Regions from separate parts of the Mus musculus genome. Here all the other regions are linked to region 5. A link is a contact called in public Hi-C, HiCAR-type and HiChIP or PLAC-seq data. All regions are on one chromosome and are shown on one strand. Each heading gives the region's core, a stretch centred on a gene start, on an enhancer-like site or on the middle of the called end of the contact. The rest is flanking DNA. Distances are from core to core; before and after follow the strand shown. Region 1 overlaps D030068K23Rik (RIKEN cDNA D030068K23 gene). Region 2 holds the start of Lncbate1 (brown adipose tissue enriched long non-coding RNA 1). Region 3 overlaps Gm51549 (a long non-coding RNA gene). Region 4 holds the start of 4922502B01Rik (RIKEN cDNA 4922502B01 gene). Region 5 overlaps Zfhx3 (zinc finger homeobox 3).

What was found. A called contact is a pair of places that touch in the nucleus more often than the background predicts. HiCAR-type assays count read pairs that join an accessible place to other places. HiChIP or PLAC-seq counts read pairs in DNA pulled down with a chosen protein or histone mark.
Region 1: an H3K27ac HiChIP or PLAC-seq map of embryonic fibroblasts shows a contact between it and region 5, with 5 times the contacts expected there. The contact joins two enhancer-like sites. A contact is called at or near these places in 4 of 115 datasets of contacts at active chromatin or transcription factors (the NIH/3T3 cell line, embryonic basal ganglia, embryonic fibroblasts and 1 more).
Region 2: a HiCAR-type map of fibro-adipogenic progenitors shows a contact between it and region 5, with 5 times the contacts expected there. The contact joins the promoter of Lncbate1 here to the enhancer-like site in region 5. A contact is called at or near these places in 1 of 39 promoter capture datasets (liver), 1 of 15 datasets of contacts at CTCF or cohesin (embryonic stem cells), 3 of 484 Hi-C or Micro-C datasets (the C2C12 cell line, the HL-1 cell line and bone marrow-derived macrophages) and 3 of 115 datasets of contacts at active chromatin or transcription factors (DN3 thymocytes, bone marrow-derived macrophages and fibro-adipogenic progenitors).
Region 3: a contact with region 5 is called in a Hi-C map of granulocyte-monocyte progenitors, with 2.1 times the contacts expected there. The contact joins two enhancer-like sites. A contact is called at or near these places in 1 of 484 Hi-C or Micro-C datasets (granulocyte-monocyte progenitors), 3 of 115 datasets of contacts at active chromatin or transcription factors (embryonic basal ganglia, embryonic stem cells and microglia) and 1 of 9 other capture datasets (embryonic stem cells).
Region 4: a contact with region 5 is called in a Hi-C map of cerebral cortex, with 3 times the contacts expected there. The contact joins the promoter of 4922502B01Rik here to the enhancer-like site in region 5. A contact is called at or near these places in 2 of 39 promoter capture datasets (hippocampal neurons and maxillary cranial neural crest), 5 of 484 Hi-C or Micro-C datasets (cerebral cortex, cortical neurons, muscle stem cells and 2 more) and 5 of 115 datasets of contacts at active chromatin or transcription factors (astrocytes, embryonic basal ganglia, embryonic forebrain and 2 more).

The regions. Positions count from the first base shown.
Region 1 is chr8:109,153,800-109,158,018 of GRCm38.p6, reverse strand. All of the region lies in intron 2 of D030068K23Rik (RIKEN cDNA D030068K23 gene), which reads right to left. All of the region lies in intron 1 of 4922502B01Rik (RIKEN cDNA 4922502B01 gene), which reads left to right. Among named protein-coding and RNA genes, the nearest start is that of D030068K23Rik, 81 kb to the right of the region's middle. Within about 2 kb of position 2,313, at least 70 of the 459 cell types and tissues checked have an H3K27ac peak or open chromatin away from gene starts, as enhancers often do. A contact at or near this core is called in embryonic fibroblasts and fibro-adipogenic progenitors, where this site is marked.
Region 2 is chr8:108,581,851-108,586,072 of GRCm38.p6, reverse strand. Lncbate1 (brown adipose tissue enriched long non-coding RNA 1) reads left to right here and starts at 1,396. Exons shown (of 2, transcript NR_077224.1): 1 at 1,396-1,917. It also overlaps a transcript of Zfhx3 not described here.
Region 3 is chr8:108,385,380-108,389,462 of GRCm38.p6, reverse strand. All of the region lies in intron 1 of Gm51549 (a long non-coding RNA gene), which reads left to right. It also overlaps a transcript of Zfhx3 not described here. Among named protein-coding and RNA genes, the nearest start is that of Gm51549, 6.6 kb to the left of the region's middle. Within about 2 kb of position 2,107, at least 57 of the 459 cell types and tissues checked have an H3K27ac peak or open chromatin away from gene starts, as enhancers often do. A contact at or near this core is called in granulocyte-monocyte progenitors, where this site is marked.
Region 4 is chr8:109,247,958-109,251,871 of GRCm38.p6, reverse strand. 4922502B01Rik (RIKEN cDNA 4922502B01 gene) reads left to right here and starts at 2,127. Exons shown (of 5, transcript NR_151498.1): 1 at 2,127-3,112. It overlaps D030068K23Rik (RIKEN cDNA D030068K23 gene), which reads right to left. Exons shown (of 10, transcript NR_126329.1): 9 at 1,949-2,015; 10 at 1-768.
Region 5 is chr8:108,884,196-108,888,326 of GRCm38.p6, reverse strand. The region is part of intron 4 of Zfhx3 (zinc finger homeobox 3); the gene reads right to left. Among named protein-coding and RNA genes, the nearest start is that of Mir3108, 51 kb to the left of the region's middle. Within about 2 kb of position 1,501, at least 188 of the 459 cell types and tissues checked have an H3K27ac peak or open chromatin away from gene starts, as enhancers often do. A contact at or near this core is called in the C2C12 cell line, DN3 thymocytes, the HL-1 cell line and 9 more, where this site is marked.

The DNA of each region.
Region 1 (4,219 bases), core at 1,064-3,563, 270 kb before region 5:
TGATCAAACATTACTCTGTTCTATCAAAGGTGTTTTGGTTGAGATCAGCATTTAAATCAGTCGACTGAATAACATGGATCATGTAAGAGGGCCATACGCAACCCACCAAAGGCCTGAGCATAGCAAAAAGCCTATGTTCCTCAGACAGAGAAAATTCTCCTGCTCTTCATGGCTCTCTACAGCAATGTTCAGCTCTCAGACTTAGTCAGGGACGCCTGCTTTGCAGAAATTCACACTCCATAGTTTTTTGGGGGTGTTTGTGTATGTGCATGTACATGGACTATCTCTTGAAAACCTTGATTAATAATCTGTCCACTCTAACTCTTGTTTTTGTTTTTCTGAGACAGGGTTTCTCTATGTAGCCCTGGCTGTCCTGGAGCTCACTCCGTAGACCAGGCTGACCCCAAACTCAGAAATCTGCCTGCCTCTGCCTCCCAAGTGCTGGGATTAAAGGCATGCACCACCATGCCCGGCCACTCTAACTCTTAATACCACTTTCTAGATAATTTTTATTATATCAACAAATTTTATGAAATTATCTAAATCCTTCTATCAAAATTGATGTGTATGTATTAGATACACACACATACACATATATATCTTTACTTGCTGTTACACATGTATTACATAACAATATATAAAAAGAGATTATCTATTTGAAAGAGAACAAGGCATGGAGTACCTTGGAGGGTTTGGAAGAAAAAAAGGTAAGGGGAAGATGATATAATTTTAATCTCAAAAACTAAAAAAATGGTATTTAAAAATTGATATTTATCTATACTGCCTATATTTTCTTAGCTCACATTTCTCACCAGCTGGGATGTTCAGTACTAGAACAAAACACCTGCTTATTTGCCTCAAAAGAAATAACAAAGATGACCGATAATGCAAAATATAACTTATGAAGTTTAAGATTGAATGTATGTATTTGTATATATTTACATATGTACATATGATACATATACATATTAAATAAATACATTTACATCTCACCTAAAACCTAACATATATTTTAATGTATTTGTTTTTATTTAAACAAATCACACTTGTATTAAAATGGATTTTTATATCAAAGTATTCATCTTCTTTGTTCTTTTATCCTTAAAAGTTAGGGTACTAAACGCAATTATAAACAAAGTTATCCGAGGTGATTTAAAGGCCCAGTTGGCAAAATGTCTTATGTTTGATGAACTGCATGCTTTATGTTGTTTAAACCTCGTTCAATTGCTTTGCTAAAAGTAAGTAGCAACTCCGAGCACGCCATCTGGTGAGGGTCTCTCTTTGGACCAAGCCGGAAAAGGAAGTAAAGGAATTTTCATTTATTCCATAGTTGTGGTTGCAAAACTGCAATCACAATATGTTTCTAATGCAATAATATAAGTGGGGCTTCAGAGCTCAGAGACCTCGTGAGATCTGATTCAAAGGTCTGGAATATTTAAGGCCGTATCTCATCACCAGGGGAAGGAAGGCTGTTTCCGTTTCTAGCTTTCCTATGACTTGGAAGAAAGAAATAATAATCCAGGAAATTGAAGTCTATGAGCTGGAAAATATGAATTTGATCTTTTAAAAAGCATTCATTAAAAAAATAATAATAGGTGGTTCCTTAATGATAGACCACGGCCCATCAGAGACGTCTAAGGAGAAGATAATCAGATGGGATCTGATGGCGTCACTGTGTGTGCACATCTCTGCTGATACAAAATGCTGAAACTGGTTCTTCTTCTGTCTTTTCATTTTGTTTTGTTAATAATGATTTTTGTCCAAGCCTTGATCCAGTCCAATGACTAGAGAATGGAACTTCCCCCCAGCTCTCTGGGGACTCCATTCCAGAGACTAATAGATTTCACTGTCAGAAAACATTTCCCGGATTCCGTCTTAAATTTCCGTTACTTAATTTCATCCCAGTACTTAACCATAAAGCCTCTTAACCTACCTTTAAAGTGACTTGACTTCCATGATGTTTACGTCTTTTGAATATTTGTGAAGTGCTGTAACTGGACGTAATAGAAAAAATGAACGAACAACATGTTTTCCTTTAATCTTTCGGTGTAAGTTAAAGTCTGAAGCTTGCCCTACATTTATTTTCTAGTTTGAACATTAGGCAATTTGCTTAACTGAATCAAGTGTGGGGCCACAAACTGGTATTCTCATTGTGATCTCGGCAGTGCTAGTAAAAGAACTTAGCTTCCAGCGATGTGATGCGGAGCTCTTAGATGTACATACTAAAATCTCACTGACTGATCTCACCGAGGACCGTGTTGCGAGACCATACATAATTTGCTGACACTATCATCACGAATCAAGTCCCTTGGCAGTACGACTTGCCAAGCACCGTCTAGGCTGCCAACAGAATGACTGTGTTTCTGTTTATTCTCTCCAGATGTACTTTCTAGCTGCATTTTTCCAGGTTGAATCACATTTCATTTCCTGCCCATATTTCTAACCACTTTAGGTCTCTTTTATGTGCCCTCTCTGGTTTTGTCAACACCATCCGATTCACCATCGTCTGTAAATTAAATTAACATGATGTGTACCCTCTCGTATAAATCATTAATGAAGTTTCTCTACAATTTGGTTTTTTAATCTGATCCTACTTAATGTTTGTCGTCCTCATGTTTTCTTAAGACTATAGCACTTCCGCCATATAATACGTTGTTTTACTTGCGAATGGCAGACTAACACAGATAAAGCTCAGAGCTGCTATTTCCTTCTTGAGTATTAGTGTAAAATTATCTTTATTGTTGAACAAGATGAGGTTTTACTTACAGTCCTCTGTCCCTCATAATTGCTACATTTTTCATCAGTGGTCTCATACCACATGGTGACATAAAATTGTCAAAAGAATCTTCAGGACAAATTTTACTGTGCAGGGAGCTATTTTAATCTTGTATCACAATTTACAGTAATACCATTCTGCCATTAAAAAAAAAGAAAAGAAAAGAAAAAATGTTTTCATTTCAACTATTTGGAATCAGTAAGCTGAATCAAGATGAACGGTTCCTAGAAAATAAGTGTTTCATTGTTTTTTTCATTTATAGCTGCTGTTTCTTTTTATTTTGTCAGTTATTTTTAAATCCTCTGCTATTCTAAAAACTACTTTTAAACTTTAGCCTTGAATTGGGCGTAGTAATACACACCTTCAGTCCTAAACTCAGGAGAAAAAAGCAGGTGGATCTCAAGGCGGGCCTGGTCTACGTAGAGAGTTCCAGATCAGCAGGGCAGCAGGGGCTACAAAGTGAGACACACACACACTCTCTCTCTCTCTCTCTCTCTCTCTCTCTCTCTCTCTCCATATATATATATATACACACACATACATACATATACACATACACATACACACACACACACACACACACACACACACACACACACATATAAATTTGGGGTCTTAATGGGTCAACGTGCTTACCACCAGGCATGATGATCTGACTTTGTTCCCTAGAATTAGAGTTGATTCCTAGAGCTTGTTCTCGAACTTCTACAGGTATCCTGTTGCGTGCACCCTTACACATACATAAAACATACACACGCTAAATATAAAAGGAAAAGATAACACGTATTTTATAAGAAAAGCCTCTTCTTTCCCATAGGGGCAACCCTTGGTATGAGCTTTATGAAATTATAATTTATCCATGTAATCCCACAGCCAGGCAGCAATGCTTCAAACATTGAATATCTTGGATGCTTTGGGTTATTAGTTTCCATTTCATATGAGTTAATTATTTTTTCCCTATGTGTTTTCTATTTTCCTGCATGAACATCTTGCCATCTGTTTCTAATAATCTTGAAATTCTTGTCCTCAGAAGTTCCTCACCTAAATCCCCAGTGTTAGCTCTACATACCAGCGTTTCTTCTCTTAAACCCTTAGCCTTACCATGTGTCTTGGAACTTGAGCTAGGAATTTGAGCTGCCTTTTTCTCATTTGTAGGTAGATACATATTTTAAGAGCATATTAATGGTCTAATTATGGAAAATACATCTGATTGCACTAAGTCAATAAGAGGAACCCTTAACCTAGTTTTTTCAGCCAATTCTCATATTTCATTTTATTTGTTAAAAGGCTAAATATATGGGCACCTAAATATAAAAGTCTACATTTATTTCCTCAAAAAATTAAATACCCCCTATTTTTAGGTTATCAAATCTGTATTTGCATAGTCCCTTTGCTGTTACTATTTCAATTTATTTTCTATTTCTCATTTCCAGATGCATGCAG
Region 2 (4,222 bases), core at 147-2,646, 300 kb after region 5:
TGAACAAGTAGGACTATCTCCCTGAGCTGCTCTGATCTGCTAAGGGGCAGCATGAGCTTCCATGTGATGGACAGGGGAAGCCCACAGGAGGCTGTGTAACATCATCTCTGGCTCCATTATCTCGGAATGGTCTTGAGGTCAAGTTCTGCCCTTGTAACCTACAGTGCTTTTCTTTCCTTTCATGCCTTTGACTGTGGGTATGCAACACTCACTCAGAGAGCATCAGGCGAAACCATTGTGTGACAAATGGGTTTCATGACAAACAGGGGCAGGGAGGACCATTTATGGGATGCCTGTTGATAGGAGATGAGTGTTGGGGATATGGTTTCTGGGAGGCCTCTGTGTGTGGTGGGACCTTTCGTCATCTGTGTGAAGCTGCTGAGAGTGTTAACTTTGGGCTGAAAACAGCCCACATCCAAACACTCCATGTGTGCAGACATAGCTTAGGTGCCACCCAAGGCACACGTGGTGTTTCCTTCCCATGAGGCCATGTGCTTTTGTCAAGCTAGAGTCAGGATGTCCTCATCCTGTCTCTCTGGGGCTCGATGTCTGCTTCTTGGTGTTGCTGAGATCTGGATCGATCTGGATGAGTTTTGAGCAACACTGACCTTGTCCTCAGAGCTGGGAAAAAAGAAGAAGGGGTGCAAAGGACCTCGACAAGAGCATCTAGACCACTGATTCTCAGCCTGAGGGTTACAAACCCTTTTGGGGGGGGTATCAATTAACCCTTTCACAGGGGTTACCTAAGACCACTGGAAAACACAGATATTTCCATTATGACTCACAACAGTAGCAACCTGACTGTTATGTTGTAACAATGAAAATATCTTAATGGAATCACTACAACGTGAGGAACTGTATTAAAGGGTCTCAGCAGTAGGAAGGTTGAGAACCACCAATGTAGATACTCTGACTTGGCCTTAGAAGACGCTGCGGCGGCTGCCTCATTACCCTGGCCTGCTTCCCTGTTCTTAAAGATTTCAGAGTTGAGTTACTGTGAGCAGTTGCTCGCTCAGTCACGCTTTTGGGTGAATTCCCTGTCTGGGAACGTCTCTGAGCCTGTCTCTTTCCATCTGTCCAGAGGTCGCGGCGTTGACAAGGTAGAAGTCACAATGCTTTCAGTTCTGGAAAATCCTGAATTGTCTGTCCCTTTACTGTTTGTTTTTGGAAGTTGTGTTCAGAGCTGCTGAGCTGGGCTCCTCTGTCCCTCAGAACTTGTTCTGACTGGCTTCCAGGGCATGCTTATTCCCCCACCCCCCACCCCCACCCCCAGAAGCACACAGTGGTGATTGGCTAGCACTGACTAGGCGTTTCTTCATCAGTTCACAGGGCGCTACAATCTTGTGTTGCTGCTCTGTCACTCTTTGATACGGTGACCCGGAGCCCTTTAAATGAAAAGCAGTTGCAGAATCGGCAGCAATTTCAAACTTCTGCCAGAACACGCGTCTATAGGGAGCTGGACCTTGGGGATGAGGCCATGTGTCTGGGAAGAGGCCTGGTTTGTGTCCTTGGCTTTGACCACTCTCAGTCTGAAGGCCTTGGCTTCTTGTCTTCCGCAGTAGAACATAGATTCTTTAAGGGGTGGCCAAGCCTTCCTTTAGACTTGACCTGTGCCTTGTTCCATCTGACACGGGAGGGTTTTCCTTTCACCAACTGGTATTTTTATAACCTTTGCCGGGCCAGGCCTAGAAGCAGAGGCCCAAAGTTCCATTTTCAGAGTGACTGAAGGTCAATACCTTGGCAGTGAGGAGCAGCAGCCGTGTAGCTACCAGCAAGGCCTTCACAGATGACAAGAATCCACACTCGGAAAGCTAAGCATAAACAGAAGACACCCAGCAACACACACATACCTTGGCTGTCAACTGCAAGAGAAGGTTGTAGGACCGGAAACATTGACAATGAAATGAAGAATTGAAGGTGAGCCAGTAAAATTCCTGTGTTTATGACCTGCTTTCTTTGAAACCAAGAGGTTCCATGCTGACCCTTGCCCCCAAGGTGTGTGAGTGTGTGTGAGTGTGTGTGTGTGTGTGTGTGTGTGTGGGTGGGTGGGTGTGTGTGGTAGTCAAATGGGCTTAGTCAGAGGGTAGAGTAGGTGCTAAGCCTACAGTGGGGGGTGATGGCTCATTTTCATGAGAAAAGTCTTCCTTCAAATATTTTCCCTGGCATTCCAGGGTGGGTTTTATTTTTCCTTATCCTTCTGGAACATTCTAAACTATCTAGTATCTGTAACTAAAATATAAAATCCATCTGTGAGCGTGAGGAAAGGAGGAGGATTTAATATCTGTGAAATCGTGTTTGGGAGGAAAAAGACTTTAAACTTGAATCTAAAAAAAAAAAAAGTAGAAATAAAAAATACCGTATCTCATTCCTTAATCAAATTCAGAGCGATATTCAACAAGTTTATACTGCCAAGTGTTGATTGATTATCTCCTACCTGTGCTATCAGGAAACAGAGTTGGCAAGCTCAGAGAGTTTACAGAAAACATTGGAAGCAATGCTAAGGCATTCGTGCCATCTCTTACAGTGGATTTTTATAAGAAGAGATGACTTGAGCCGAATTATGCTTCAGAAGGGACATCTATGAGCAACACTGAGGGCACACTGACAGATGGGCTCCTCCCCGTCTTCCTGTTGCTCCTCCCCATCTTCTTATTGCTCCTCCCCTTCTTCCTGTTGCTCCTCCTCCTCCTATACTTGCCATCTCCTCTTCCTCCTCATTTTCCGTTTTTCCTTAGGACAACTTCCTAGACTACAAGATGTGGACAATGTGATCTGCTTAGAGAGTTATTGTAGGATTTCCTGGAATGATATAAAATTGCTCAGTGGAGTACTAGGCATACAACAGGTGCTCAACAAATGCTTTGTGGATAAACAAGCAATTCTCTAGTTTCCAGATAAAGCTTTCTTTTCTTTTCTTTTCTTTTCTTTTCTTTTCTTTTCTTTTCTTTTCTTTTCTTTTCTTTTCTTTTCCTTTCCTTTCCTTTCCTTTCCTTTCTTTTTTCTTTTCTTTTCATTCTTTTCTTTTCTCTCTCTTTTTTCTCCCCTTCCTTCCTTCCTTCCTTCCTTCCTTCCTTCCTTCCTTCCTTCCTTCCTTCCTTCCTTCCTTCCTTCCTTCCTTCCCTCCCTCCCTCCTTCCTTCCTTCCTTTCTCATTTAGAAAAAAAAACACCCAGCCAGGTGGTGGTGGTGCAGGTGCATGCCTTTAGTCCCAGCATTTGGGGAGGCAGAGGCAGGTGGATTTTTTTAGTTCGAGGCCAGCCTGGTCTACAAAGTGAGTTGAGTTCTAGGACAGCCAGGGCTATACAGAGAAACCTTGTCTCAAAACAAACAAACAAACAAACAAACAAGAAAGAAAGAAAGAGAAAAGGAAAAGGAAAAGGAAAAAAAAAAAAGAAAAACCACCCGACTGTTGAACATTTATCCATCACAGGACTTCGCTTTGTCCTCCTGAAGAAGAGAGCTCTTTATGTGGGCCCCTCTTTGATGTTTCATGCAGACTATGCTTTAAAAAAACACTCATTTCCTCCACTGATAAGCTGTTGCATTAAAAAGAAGAAACAAAAAACCACCCCCAAAAACACAGGGGCTGGGAAGGTGGCTCAGAAGATAACAGAGCATTCTGCACATGCATGAAGAATGGAATCCAAGCCCCCAGCATCCACTTAAAAAGCTGGAGATGACCACATGTGCGTGTAACTTGGGTGTGGTGGAGGCAAGGGGATTACTGGATCTGGCTGGTTGTGAGAGACCTGGTCTCAAAAGAATAAGATGTAGAGAAACAGTAGAACAAATGGTATCTTCTGGGTGTACGAACACACACACACCCACACATACACACAAACACACAAACACCAACCAATACTTCTGCCCACATTTAAAAGCCGGAGCAAGAGAAACAATGTCCATTATTTTATCTTCAAGCCTTTACTGTGTAGGTATGAAATGGAAACTCAGAGATAGCTACACAATTTCTATCTGTAAGCACTCCATTCTCAGTCCCCAGCGTGGGAGCCATCTCTCTAATAAATATAGATACATTCATTGGAGGCTGGACACTATTTCAGGTCTCAGAAGTTCTGTGGGAGGGAATGTGCTCCCAGCTCTTAGGTCTACAAGGCTGACCCCTTCCAGATCTTTGCCTGGTTTGGAAAGACCTGAGAAACAAATCAAATCAAATCAAATCAGGCCTCAAGCAGCACTCTTGGGACAGATGTGGAGGGACG
Region 3 (4,083 bases), core at 858-3,357, 500 kb after region 5:
GCAAAACCTGAAACCCTAATACTGGGGAGGCAGAGAGGCTGGAAGATCCCAGGAATTTCTGGCCAGACAGCCTCAGTGAATCAGTGAGAGACTTTTCCTCAAAAGAGAAGACAGAGAAAGAGGCTGAGCTTTGAGCTGTAGGGGTCATGCACACATACACACACAGATGTGCGTGCGCGCGCACACACACACAGATGTACACACACAGAGATGTGAACACACACATACACACACAGATGTGTGTACACACACAGATGTGTGCACACACATACAACACATACACACACAGATATGTGCATACACACACAGATGTGTGCACACACACACATAATGCCTATGTACATGTGTACACATAACCCCCCAAAGACACAAAGAAAAGGAAAACATTTGAAGAGTGTATCAGTGGATTGATAGAAAAGTTTCTATACTTCTTTTTCAGGGAGGGTCCTGAGCCTCAAACCTTGGACCCCTCAGTACACAGGAAAAGCATGCTAACACAGGCTTATATCTTTATCTCCCGTGAGTGTGTTTCAAAATGCCTACGCTGAGTTTCCTAACTTGCTGAGGATTTCTAACAAAGAGTTCCTTGGACAGAAATGGCCTGTGAGTGTGTTGAGTAGCATGGCTGTAAAATGATTTTCCTTATCTTCTTACAGCTTGCATGACAGCTGGGCAATTTCTTATGCCTTAATTCTTACAAAAGTTTGTAAACCCAGTGTTATAATAGCTTTGTGTAAACATGGATGGGTCTCTCTACAGAACCTCTAAGCTAATCATCAATAGAAACCTAAGACAGAGGACAGTTAGCAGTAATATGAATTACTCAGGCACTGCCTGAGAATTATTCTAGTGGTCTCCCTAAGGTACAGGATGGAAAGAGTTTCGGGGCTGGCTGAAGTGTAAAAGGCAGTAAAAAGATATTTAAGCTCCTTGGGTACTTTCTCTAGCTCTTCCACTGGGGGCCCTGTGTTCCATCCAATAAATGACTGTGAGCATCCACTTCTGTATTTGCCAGGCACTGGCATAGCCTCACACAAGACAGCTATGGAGCAGAAGATGGCCTCGTCGGTCATCATTGGGAAGAGAGGCCCCTATAACTTTATATGCCCCAGTACAGGAGAACGCCAGGGCCAAGAAGTGGAAGTGGGTGAGTAGGGGAGCAGGGCGGGGGAAGGGTATAGGGACAGTATTTGAAATGTAAATAAAGAAAATATCTAATTAAAAAAAAAGATTTTTAAGTTGTATTCCATGAAAAATATTATTAAAGGAATATATAGATGACTAAAACCAACTTGAATCCAAGGGCAGAAACATCAGTGAAGGCTGTGTACAGAATACACACCGCAGTGTGCACACGTACACACTTGTGTGCACTTGCGTTTGAGTCTGAGTGCAGGCACACAGTGCACCTGGTGAGCCAGCTGATTGGCGCCAAGGAAGGAAGGGCGGACAAAAAAAGGTTGAGGGAGCGTTTTCAGAAAAGGGGTCCAATTTATATCCGTTGCCATAATTGGTTTGTTTGTGCAGAGCAGGGCGGGGGTGGGGGGAGAGGGGGCAGCGGGGGAACGTGACGGAGTGAAACACTGGGGGCTTGAGATTCCCCTGCCTCATGAGTTAGAGAGAAATTGTTAGTAACCAAGATGGTCCCGCAGGGGTTCATTAAGTGACTGGCCCTCCACAATATCCTGTCATTTCCAACCTGGATACGTCAACATTAGTCAGCTTGGCTGTATGCAATTGTGTGGCTGCCAGGGCGAGTGAAGGCATGGGGCCGCCCCGCTCACTGGTTTTCTCTGCCTGTTTGTTCCTTTTCTTGGGGATACAGTTAAGTTTTCCACGGGAATTAAGATCCCATGCAATTTTTAAAAACAGGCCCCCAAAGCAAAAAAAAAAAAAAAGGTGCTTTCTTTACTGGAAACACAAATTCGCTCTGACATTCAAAAAGCACCGTGGAGTCAAACAATAGCGAATCCGAGAAAGGATTTGAACTGGGAGGGCGGGAGGTGCCCCCGGAAAAGTCAAAGGAAGCCAGGCCAATACAGCCAAACGGGAACTTCTTAAAGCGCCCTGAAAAGGGGAAGCTGGCAACGGTTGTCTCCAGACTGTGAGGCCTGTCAGCTCCCAGGAAACACAGTGGGCGGGGCTTCAAGGCCAAAGCAAGGGACATATGGACAGAGTGCCAAGACTGTCCTGGTGCTGGGGCGATTGTTGCTTTGGATCTCAGGACGGTCTTGTCTAGGCAAAGATGGAAGAAAACCACTTGTACGGAGCTGCATGTGTGTGTGTATATGTGTGTGTGTGTGTGTGTGTGTGTGTGTGTAGGCCAGAGGTTGACAATGGGTGTCTTCTTTAAACCATTTCCCACTTTATTATTATTTTTGCATGTTTTTTTGCATTATTATTTTCATCGTTTGACAGTTTTATATATGTATATGATGAATTTTTTTAGTCATTTGCATCCCGTTCTCCTCCCCTACTCCCTTCCTGTCCCACTGTCACTCCTCTGGCTAAGTCCCTTTCCTCTGCTCATGTTCTCTCTCTGTGGAGACCATGCATTAAATGAATGAGAGATTCTTGCCCGGGCACGAGTGAGGGGCTATTCATTGGAGCAAGATCAGCTTCTCTGTTTGCTACTGAAGAAAATAACTCTTTCCTCGACAACTGATACTGCCAATAGCTGCTAGGAAAGGGGTGAGGCCTTATGTGCCCCTCCCCCTCCTGTGGTGACTTAGGGACAGGTTGTGCAGGTCCCCCCAGTTTCAGTGTATTCACGAGCTATATGGTGACGTCAGGGCAGAAGACATCTTTTGCTGCAAATCTCCCTCTCCTTGGCTTTTACATCCTTTCCACGCCCTCTTCCTCAGTGTCCCCTGAGCCTTGGTGTTGAGTGCTATAGTTGTCCCCAGTGGGGCTGAGCAATCTATCGCTGATGGTCTCACTTTGACCAGGTATAGGTCTCTGTACTAGCCACCTGAGGCTGTAGTGAGGAACTCCTGTGATGACAGCTGGGCACAGCACTAATGACAAATGACCACTGTGGTTGTGGGTGCTCCTACCCGCTTATTTTTTGAGACGGGTTGCAGGGTCTCTCACAGAACCCGGAGCTTACAGAACTGGCGAGACTGGTTGGCCAGCAAGCCTAGACATCCTTCTGTCTCTGCCTCTTCACTGCCTGGACTCTAGCCTTCATCCTACCTCACGTTTACGTATGCGCTGGAGATCTACACACAGGTCTCCCTGCTCCTGCTGGCTGATCTATCTCCCCCACCTTTGGGCAGAGTTCTAAAAATAAAGTCTCTTAGTGAATCCCACAAACTCAGATCTTAAAACAAACCAACCAAACCAAACCAACCAACCGACCAACCAACCAACCAACCAACCAACCAACCAAAAGAACAAAATAAGGGGGAGAGGTAAGTGCCGTGCCTCAGTGGGAACTCCTCGGTTGCATATGTCATGGGTAAATAGGAATCCAGCTAAAGCGCTCTGAAGGACGTCCTTAAATGGGCATACTCACTGGCCCTTCATTGGAAACTGGATAAAGCCAGCCTCCAGCCTATGGGTGGAAGACTCCCCTTCAAGTGCAAACGGGAGCTGTCTCTACCTTCGACCTGGAAGCTTCTAATGGCTCTCTGGAACTAACAGTCCATCACCGTGGTCCTGATGAAGAAAGTGGCCATCATTCCCTCCTCCTCCTCCTCTTCTCCTTCCTCCTCCTCTTCTGTCTCTCTTCCTCCTCCTTTTCTTCCTCACTTTCTACTGTGAACACGTGTGTCTCTGCCTCAAAGGGCAACTGTGAGCATCTTCTGGGATGCACTTTGGCTCGAATCTCAGGCTGTGGGTGGAACCCCTCCAGCATCAGCAAATCCTAAATAGAGCAGAGACTTACAAGCCCCAGATTTAGTCACATTTCCTGCTTTGCCTACACATGAAGATAGGTGGGGCTTCTTGCAATGATAGTGACCCTTATTAGACACTATCAGCTGAGGACCTATCCTCTCATTTTAACTAACTTTATATGCATGCAAGACAGCAAGTAGGCATCGTTGTTGTCATCATCATTGGTTGTTATTATTATTGTTG
Region 4 (3,914 bases), core at 878-3,377, 360 kb before region 5:
AAAGACGGGGTTGTGTTTGATTATTTGACAAAATCTATAATGGCTCCATATACTGTACAGGATGAGGCAGTGCCACGCTGACTTCTATCGCTCTACTCCAATAAGCAGACAACGTTCCCTCAGCAGTTGCTAGTTTTGCTGCGGGCTTTCCCTGCCCCCCCTGCACCAGTGCGGAAGGCAGAGTGTGCCAAGCGGCTGGCGTCTGTACCCTGTGGGAAAAGTTAACTGTAATTCTTCGGCTTTTAAAATCAATTAACCCGTGTGTTAATTAACGTCAAGTCGACGGGAGGAGGAGAAGAAGGGGAGGGCGGGAGAAAAGAAAAAAAAGCTGCAAGGGCGGATGGCAGAAGAGTTGGCACGGTGCCATCCATTCAGGGGCAACGCCACAGTTTCGTGTGATAGCAGCAGCGGGTATATGTTACCGGGCCCTGTATGCGGGCCAGACAGTGCGGTAAAGCCAAGGGAGATTATCCAGACCCCCAGGAGCGAACAGCAAGCAGCAACGCAAGGCGCAAGTGCCAGGATTACAGCCCAGGCTGCTCCAACTATGAGCCCTTCCTTGGACCCTGGGAATCGGCTACTTGGGGTTTTGGGGTCTTCCACACCAAAGAAGCACAAAGCTGACTTTAATCACTTTTTTCATTTAAACTTGATTCTGCCGCAGTGGAAGAGCCAGCACGGCGGATGTTTTCACACCCAGCAAGACAAAGGCCGTTGTCTCCGCCATGACACCATTCCGTTCCAAGCAGAGGCCGGGGTCCTGGACATCTTGAAAAATCAAAAAGAAACAAGGAAAACAAACAACAGATACAGCGACAGTCAGAGAAAATCATCAACCACCCAAACTGTTTGTCCGTTGCCCATGCCAAGGGTGATGTGGGCATCTGTTGCAGCAGAAGGCACTTGTGTGGGCTATTTTTGTTTTTTCATTAATTTTTTTTTGAGAGGGCAAGCTACTGGCTTATTTGCTACTCAACTTCGTTTATAATTAACTTAAAAAAACAACAACAACAACACACCGTTCAGCCAAGTCAACAACAAAGAGGAAAGGCAGACATCGGAAGAGAAATGCCTGAGGAATCGGCATGAATGCATGCCACAGCCGGTACCACTTGCCATTCGGAAAACCTCAGGGAAAGATGCCAATTTTATAGCTCCGAAGAAGGCAGAGAAGGAAACATAAAGGTCTACAGATAGAAATTCTAAGGAAGGAATACTGCTTTCCCAATCCTGGATGGAAATGGCACACAGCCTCTGCTGAGAGAAAAGAGGGAATGTTTAAAAGGAGCTATCTAGATGGGTAGACGTGAAAACAGGCAACCATCGAGTGCATATAGAGATGTGTGTAAGGCTCTGCGTGTATACAAATACACAGACTCTCTGACAAACTGAATGCTTAGCTATGTATATATTTTCATGCTATAGGTATGGGTACGTATATAGGTGTATATGGTTTGCACTTACACGTGTGTGGGGTGGTGTATGCATGTCTGAGAAGTGGGAGAGGATGGCAGAGGAAAGACTGGGAGATCTGAGTATGTACTTGTATGTGTGTGTGTATGCATCCCACTCTCTAACCCAGGTACACACAGAAGACAAAATAAAAATCATACTGGAGCAGCAAGCAGGCAGCCAGAGATTTATCTACATTCGCTGCTATCACCGGGGAGATGAATGGGGTCGTCTGAAGCCCCTTTACAAGATCCACTATGGGAGTGGAGGAGGAGGAGGAGGAGGAGGAGGAGGAGGAGGAGGAGGGATGCCACACACACAAGTACAAACTTGAAGGCAGAGAGATTTGGAAGGGGCTACCAGGCAAACCCTGGTGGCATGATGCTGAGGAGCAGAAGGGAAAAGAGCCTTGTCTCTATGTTTTAGGTGCTTAAGGAAAAAAAAAAAAAAAAAAGACATCCTGCAAAAGGGTCTGAGGGAAGCGGCTGGTACTCACGGTTTCTGCGTTGCTGTGAATCCTGAAGGTGTTCTGTTGGCACCGGGCGCTGAGCCAGGGGCAGGCGCTGGAAACAAAAGGGAGACACACACACAAAAATTAAAGTCAATTCAATGGGAATATTAATTGCTGCTCTTGTGGATTTTACAAAACACACAAACTGTTTTCATTTTTGTTCTTTTTCTTTTTTTTTTTTTCTTTTAATTGTGGATTGGCGCGTGCCCCTTTCGCATGGAATATACAAGTAGTTTGGGATTTACAGTCCAGTTACGGGACTCAGGATTAACTGCGCTGGCATCTTTTGGGCATATCCTTCCTTTTAATGAATAAGCTTTCGCTGTTAATGAGGAATAATCGTTTGGCTAATGAGCTTTGAAACATTAAGAGAAAAGAGGTTTTTTCCCCCCGTTAATCGCTCTGGTGCGACTGCATGGATGGATTACAAAAGACAGCACTAGTGCAGTACAAAGGTTGGGGGAGCTCCTTGGGAGTGGGAGAAGCACCGAGTGGGAGATGTGCCCCTGCATCTCTTCTTCCTTCTCTCTTTCCCCTCTCTCTGCCAACTGCTATGGGTTTCCATAACTCCGCAATCGAAGTGGATGGTCGGGAAGGATTATTATACAGAGTAAAGCCTCCGCTGTTAATGTCTCCAGTGTTTAATCATCATACAGTAGGATGGTTTTATGCATATTTCATTTGCATATCATTAAACTACGTTAGCGAGGGGGCACCCAGAGCCGAGAGGAGCACAAAGTTGGGAAGACAGGGAAGGAAAAAGAGATTCCCTATGATGCTTATCTTCAAACGGGGGCTTGTTCCTTCCATGATGTGTCTTCTGCCTTTCTAAAATCATTATGACTTGGAAACCTTTGAAGTTGGATACAACCTTGGATTCCTCTAATTCCTGCAGAGCGGTATATTTTTAAGATCGGCAGCAATGTCCCTGCACTAGACAATTAAAGGAATATAAACTCCAGTGGGCTGAGACTAGTAGCTCTTTGGGGAACACAGTGGCAGGAGCTTCTACAAATACCAACACTTAAAAAAAATCATAATAAAGAACGTCATACCAAAAACAAAGAAAGAAGACAAGAGATTTTAACATGTGGATTATATTTGTTTTGTTTGGGGGGTAATAAGCTAAAGAGAGTGAAGAAGTCATTGGTAATTTATCCCCTCATTAATGAAGTCACCCTTTTTATTTGTGTTTGTTTTTGTCCTTTAATTGTGAAGACCGGTGCTGTCGCAGTTTTGAAGAGGTTAACCAGTTATTGTGTAGCTCTGATCTTTCCCCCACCCCACACCTGACAGAAAAGAAAGGTGGTGGTTCGGGGAGTTGTGAGTACTGGGGATGTCTGGGGGGAAGTGGGAAATACAGTGAGTTCTTTGTGGATCTTATACATGCTCAACATATTAATTGAGGGCTTTTAAAGTTCCCTCAATAGGCTATTTCATTCTTGGTAAACCAGCAGCTGGTTAGCCACTGTTGGTGACTCTTCAAATATCACTTTAACGATTTTTTATTCTGTTGCCGTCCATTTTTGTTTTGTCCGTAGCCAAGAAGGAGAATGTAATACCGCTCTTTCTTTACCATGCCCCTTCCGTCTTCTTCGTGTCCTATTTTCGAACTGTGAAACGGTGTTGGTTTAATATTGAATCCTGGTGCACGGCATAACTGCACAACTTGATTTGGAAATGAGACACTGGCTTATATTTAAATTATCTCCACTCCTCCCTTATCCTCCAAAGCTTTGTCTCTGCTATGAATATTCAGATGAGACATGATGTGATTACACTGTACAATTACTCCTATCCACAGTGGTGGCAGGCGCTGCTGGGGAGAAAGAGCCTCCAAGCTAGTGTGGAGTTTTGTTTTCGGTATTTTTTTTCTCCTATCTCCTGGCACCTCGGCACATGCAGATGTCGCTGTTGTTCTTTATAAAGCTCTAATGACATGCAAAGGCAT
Region 5 (4,131 bases), core at 252-2,751:
GGGAGGAGGGAATTACAGGTTCCAAGGCTGGTCTGGAAACCAAGGGAAGGTTTCCCTTTGAGAAAGCAAGCCTTAAAGTCTGTTTGAGTTCAGGCAAGAGGAATATGGAGCCCAGAGCTCCAGCCAGAGAAACTGGGGGTGTCGGGGGTTCGGTGCACCATAGCTCTCTGATTACACCAGCAAGTTCAAAGAGGGCTGGCAGATTTTTCTCACTGTGATAGGAGACAGGGACGGCAATCGCAGCCCAGTTCATGCTGGCCTCGGACTGGAGAACGGAGGGAGCATCTCCTTCGTTTGGTCACAAGTGCCACCTTTCCCCACAGGAGGAACTTAACTGCTAATTTGTTGTGGCTGTCTTGCAGAGTCCAGGCTAGCCCAGAACCCCATCTGTAGCTGAGGCGGTCCATGGACTCTGGATTCCCCAGTTTATACCTCTCAGCTCCTAGGATCACAGGCATGTTTAGGATTTTGCTTTTTACCTGTTGAAAACTATTAGAAAACTAATAAACAAACAAACAAACAAACAAACAGGGGGAAAGCCCTAGAAAAAAAACATATCAGGACTCATCAGAAGTCAGAGGTCAGTCGCCCGCTGTTACCAAAAGGCTCCATGTTTAGACTGCTATCAGAAAGCCGTGGTGTTAATTAAACGATGTCATGAAGTCACTTTGGCTCCCTGTATGGGCCAGCACTCCAGCAGCACAACTTTGGCTTCTCTGAAGGCAAAGACACTGATGCGACCGTGTATGGGCAACTCACGCCAGAAGCGGTGCCCGGCTGCCATGCCTTTGCTGTGCAAACAAGAGAAAGCTGGCAGGCCTGGCACAGCACCTGCACTTCAGTCAGACCACAAAAGTCAGCAGCACTGCACCGCTGCTCATAGCTGAGCAGGAGGGACTATTCAAAGGGTCCTACAAAACCCGGCGGCTTCGGGGTGGGGGTGGGTGGGTGGTGGTGAGCAGCTTCCGGTTACCAGGGTAAAAGTAGTACGTCTCCACTGACACCGGGGCCACATGCAGCTAGCTTATACCACAGCGTCTTTTAACGAGGGGGGACTTGCAGAGCACACATCCCTACAGATGTCTAATTCACCTGCAAGCCCCACCCTGATGCTTTTATGCCCCTTGGAAGGGGAGCTGCCCAGGCATCTGGGTGGAGTTCAGGTTCACAATCCCTGGGAAGGCCCAGATGTCTTATGAGTCCCAAGCGTAGGGGAAGCTGTACTATGGCTCCTGCCCCAATCTCCCATAATACTCAGGAAGCTGGGACCCCATGGGTAACTGGTTTCTGCTCTGAGACACATAGTAGGGACAGGAAGGTGGTCACTCTTTGCCGGGCTGTACTAAATGAACAGCTGGGGCCATCTTCGTCCCCTGTGATGTACACTTTGCTGGGTGAGTGAGGTTTGGCTCACAGAAAGCAGCCGGGCAGACTGGCTAGCTTTCACTTTCTATCGCCCATCAAAAAAGAATCCAGTCACCGGCTTTTCCCTCTGGGCCTGCCAGAAGGGAGAACTCCACGCTGACACCTGCAGGCGAAGATGCAGAATGCACCTCCTCAGGCGCGCATGGATGGTGCCCCTCTCCACCTAGACTCCCCAGCCTGCTGGAAACACACTTCCACTCTTGGTCCAACACCAGAGAGAAAAGATGGCCAGCCAAAGCTGACTAAATGGCCTGATAGGCACGCCCCGCACTTGGCCAACTTCTTAGTCATTTCTGACAAAGCTAGAGAAAGAAAACTTTAGCGACTGCTCATCAGCTGCCAAGACGTGCTTATCCAAAACACCAGGCTAGCCCAATGACATTTTAGGCCTTTACAGACCAACAACCCCATTTTGACTTTTCATGGACAAGCTAGTTCTTTAGGTAATCTGGATAATAGGATTTTTTTAAAAAGTAAACAGTAAAAGAAAAAAAAAATCTTTGGAAGTTGCCAAAGGCAGAGGAAAGTTTTGCTACCATCCTGTCTTGGATGTGGAATGTGGTGGGGGTTGGGGTAACTTCACTTAATGCTCCCCCTAGCCCCTAAACTCCTACGGCGAGACTGACCAACACCAGGATCAGACATGGAAGAAATCATTTTAGATCAAGTCCAGAACCCAAATTCAAACCCTACGAAGCTGACTCCAGGCCTTGTTTATCCTTCCTTCCTTCACGGACAGAAGGTTAATACGAGAGCAACTCCTTGGCAGACCTTTCTGGGTAGCTGGAGCGACACTGATTCGAATCAATGTTCCTTTTGTGAACGCATTACTTGGCAGAAACTGGCTTTCTGAAACCCCCTTAAACACAGCCGGCGAGACAAAAAGAAGGGGGGAAGTGTCCTTCAAACAAAGGGATGAGGTGAAAATAGAGAGTCGACGGCGCTTCGTTCTTTTTCATAGAAGCAAATGGATCTAGGGCTTTCATACATTAATCAATCAATATCACTGACTGTACATCAGCAGGGTAGCCAAGTTATGAACGACCTTTCTGGCCAAGAGGACACTTTTAATGCTCATAAGACTGCTCATAGGCTTAGCGGCTTCCCGAATTTGTGCCTGCATGATTACCCCTTGGAGGCGAGCGGTCGGCCGTTAGCACTGCGCTAAATATGGCAAGGTTAGTCGTGTCCAATTTGCACACAGAGGAGGAGAGACTTGGACCGGGCCACCCAGTTTACGCTTGAGTTGCTGCAACCTGGGTGACACGGAGGGAGCTGGCCTAGCTTTCCTCGGGAAGGAAGAGCCTGCCAGGCCTCCTGTGTGGTTCCAGGCTAATCTAAACAAGGAGCTTGTAGGAGACTAGGCTGGATTGCTAGGCTTAGCTAACGTCCTGTCAGGTCCTGTGCCCTCTGTGCTGGCAGACAGCCGCACTGACCACAGTGGGCACTCCCAGGCCTCTCCCTAGACTCTAGGTCAGCCCCAAGACTCCTCCCCATCCTCCCTGCTCTCCTCCCAAAAGAGGGTCAAACTTCCACCTCTCTGAGGTGTTTTTTTTTTCCCCCTTCCCGGTAGGGACCCACAAAAGGGCATCTTACACTAATCCACAAACACCCAACCTGAAGAAACAAACTTGGCCCAGCCAACCAACCCAGCATTATGCTCATGCCTACAAGGCAGAACAGGTCCCTCAATTCTACTCTGAGGGGGTGGAAATGGGCAAAGGGCGAGTGGGCGAGCCCTGGTTTGTATTTCTATGACAACAATGTAGTATCAGAGAAGTCACATGGGGCAGGACAAAACCCCAGCCCCTCCCCATCTACATTTTCCTCTTCCAGGCTTCTAGCTCCTCAGCTGTACCAACAGTGCCTGCAGAGGCCTGGTGGCCTCCACACGTGGCCCCTCCTTTCCCTGTCACCCAGAGTGAGAAACAATCCCTTTGAAGAATTTTAAATATCGCTTTAACTGCCTATAAATTACCACAGAAGCAGCCACAGGCAATGGGGTGCTGAGCTCTATCATGCTGGGAAAATTTAAGGTAAGAAGGGCTGACACTACTAGAAAATGTAATTTCTGTTTTGAACCAATGGAACACAGGTCCATGCTAGCTGTTCCCACTGGGGCAGTGTCATCCAGCCTTTCCCATTCTGTCAGATACTGATCTGTGCATGCCTTTCTTTTCCTCTGCAGAGCTGACAATCTGATGACTTAACAGTGATTAACCGCACCCCCAACCTTCCAGGTTTTCATTATTTAGAAAAGTAACTTCTGCCTCCTTTAAAACTTTGTGTGTGTGCATGCATGTTTGTGTGTGTTTGTATATGTGTATCTGTGAGTGTGCATATGCATGTTTGTGTGTTTGTATATGTGTATCTGTGTGTGTGTGCACATGCATGTTTGTGTGTGTTTGTATATATGTGTATCTGTGTGTGTGCACATGCATGTTTGTGTGTGTTTGTATATATGTGTATCTGTGTGTGTGCACATGCATGTTTGTGTGTGTTTGTATATATGTGTATCTGTGTGTGTGCATGTATGTTTGTGTGTGTTTATATATGTGTATCTGTGTGTGTGCACATGCATGTTTGTGTGTGTTTGTATATATGTGTATCTGTGTGTGTGCACATGCATGTTTGTGTGTTTGTATATATGTGTATCTGTGTGTGTATGCACATACATGTTTGTGTGTGTGCACATGCATGTTTGTG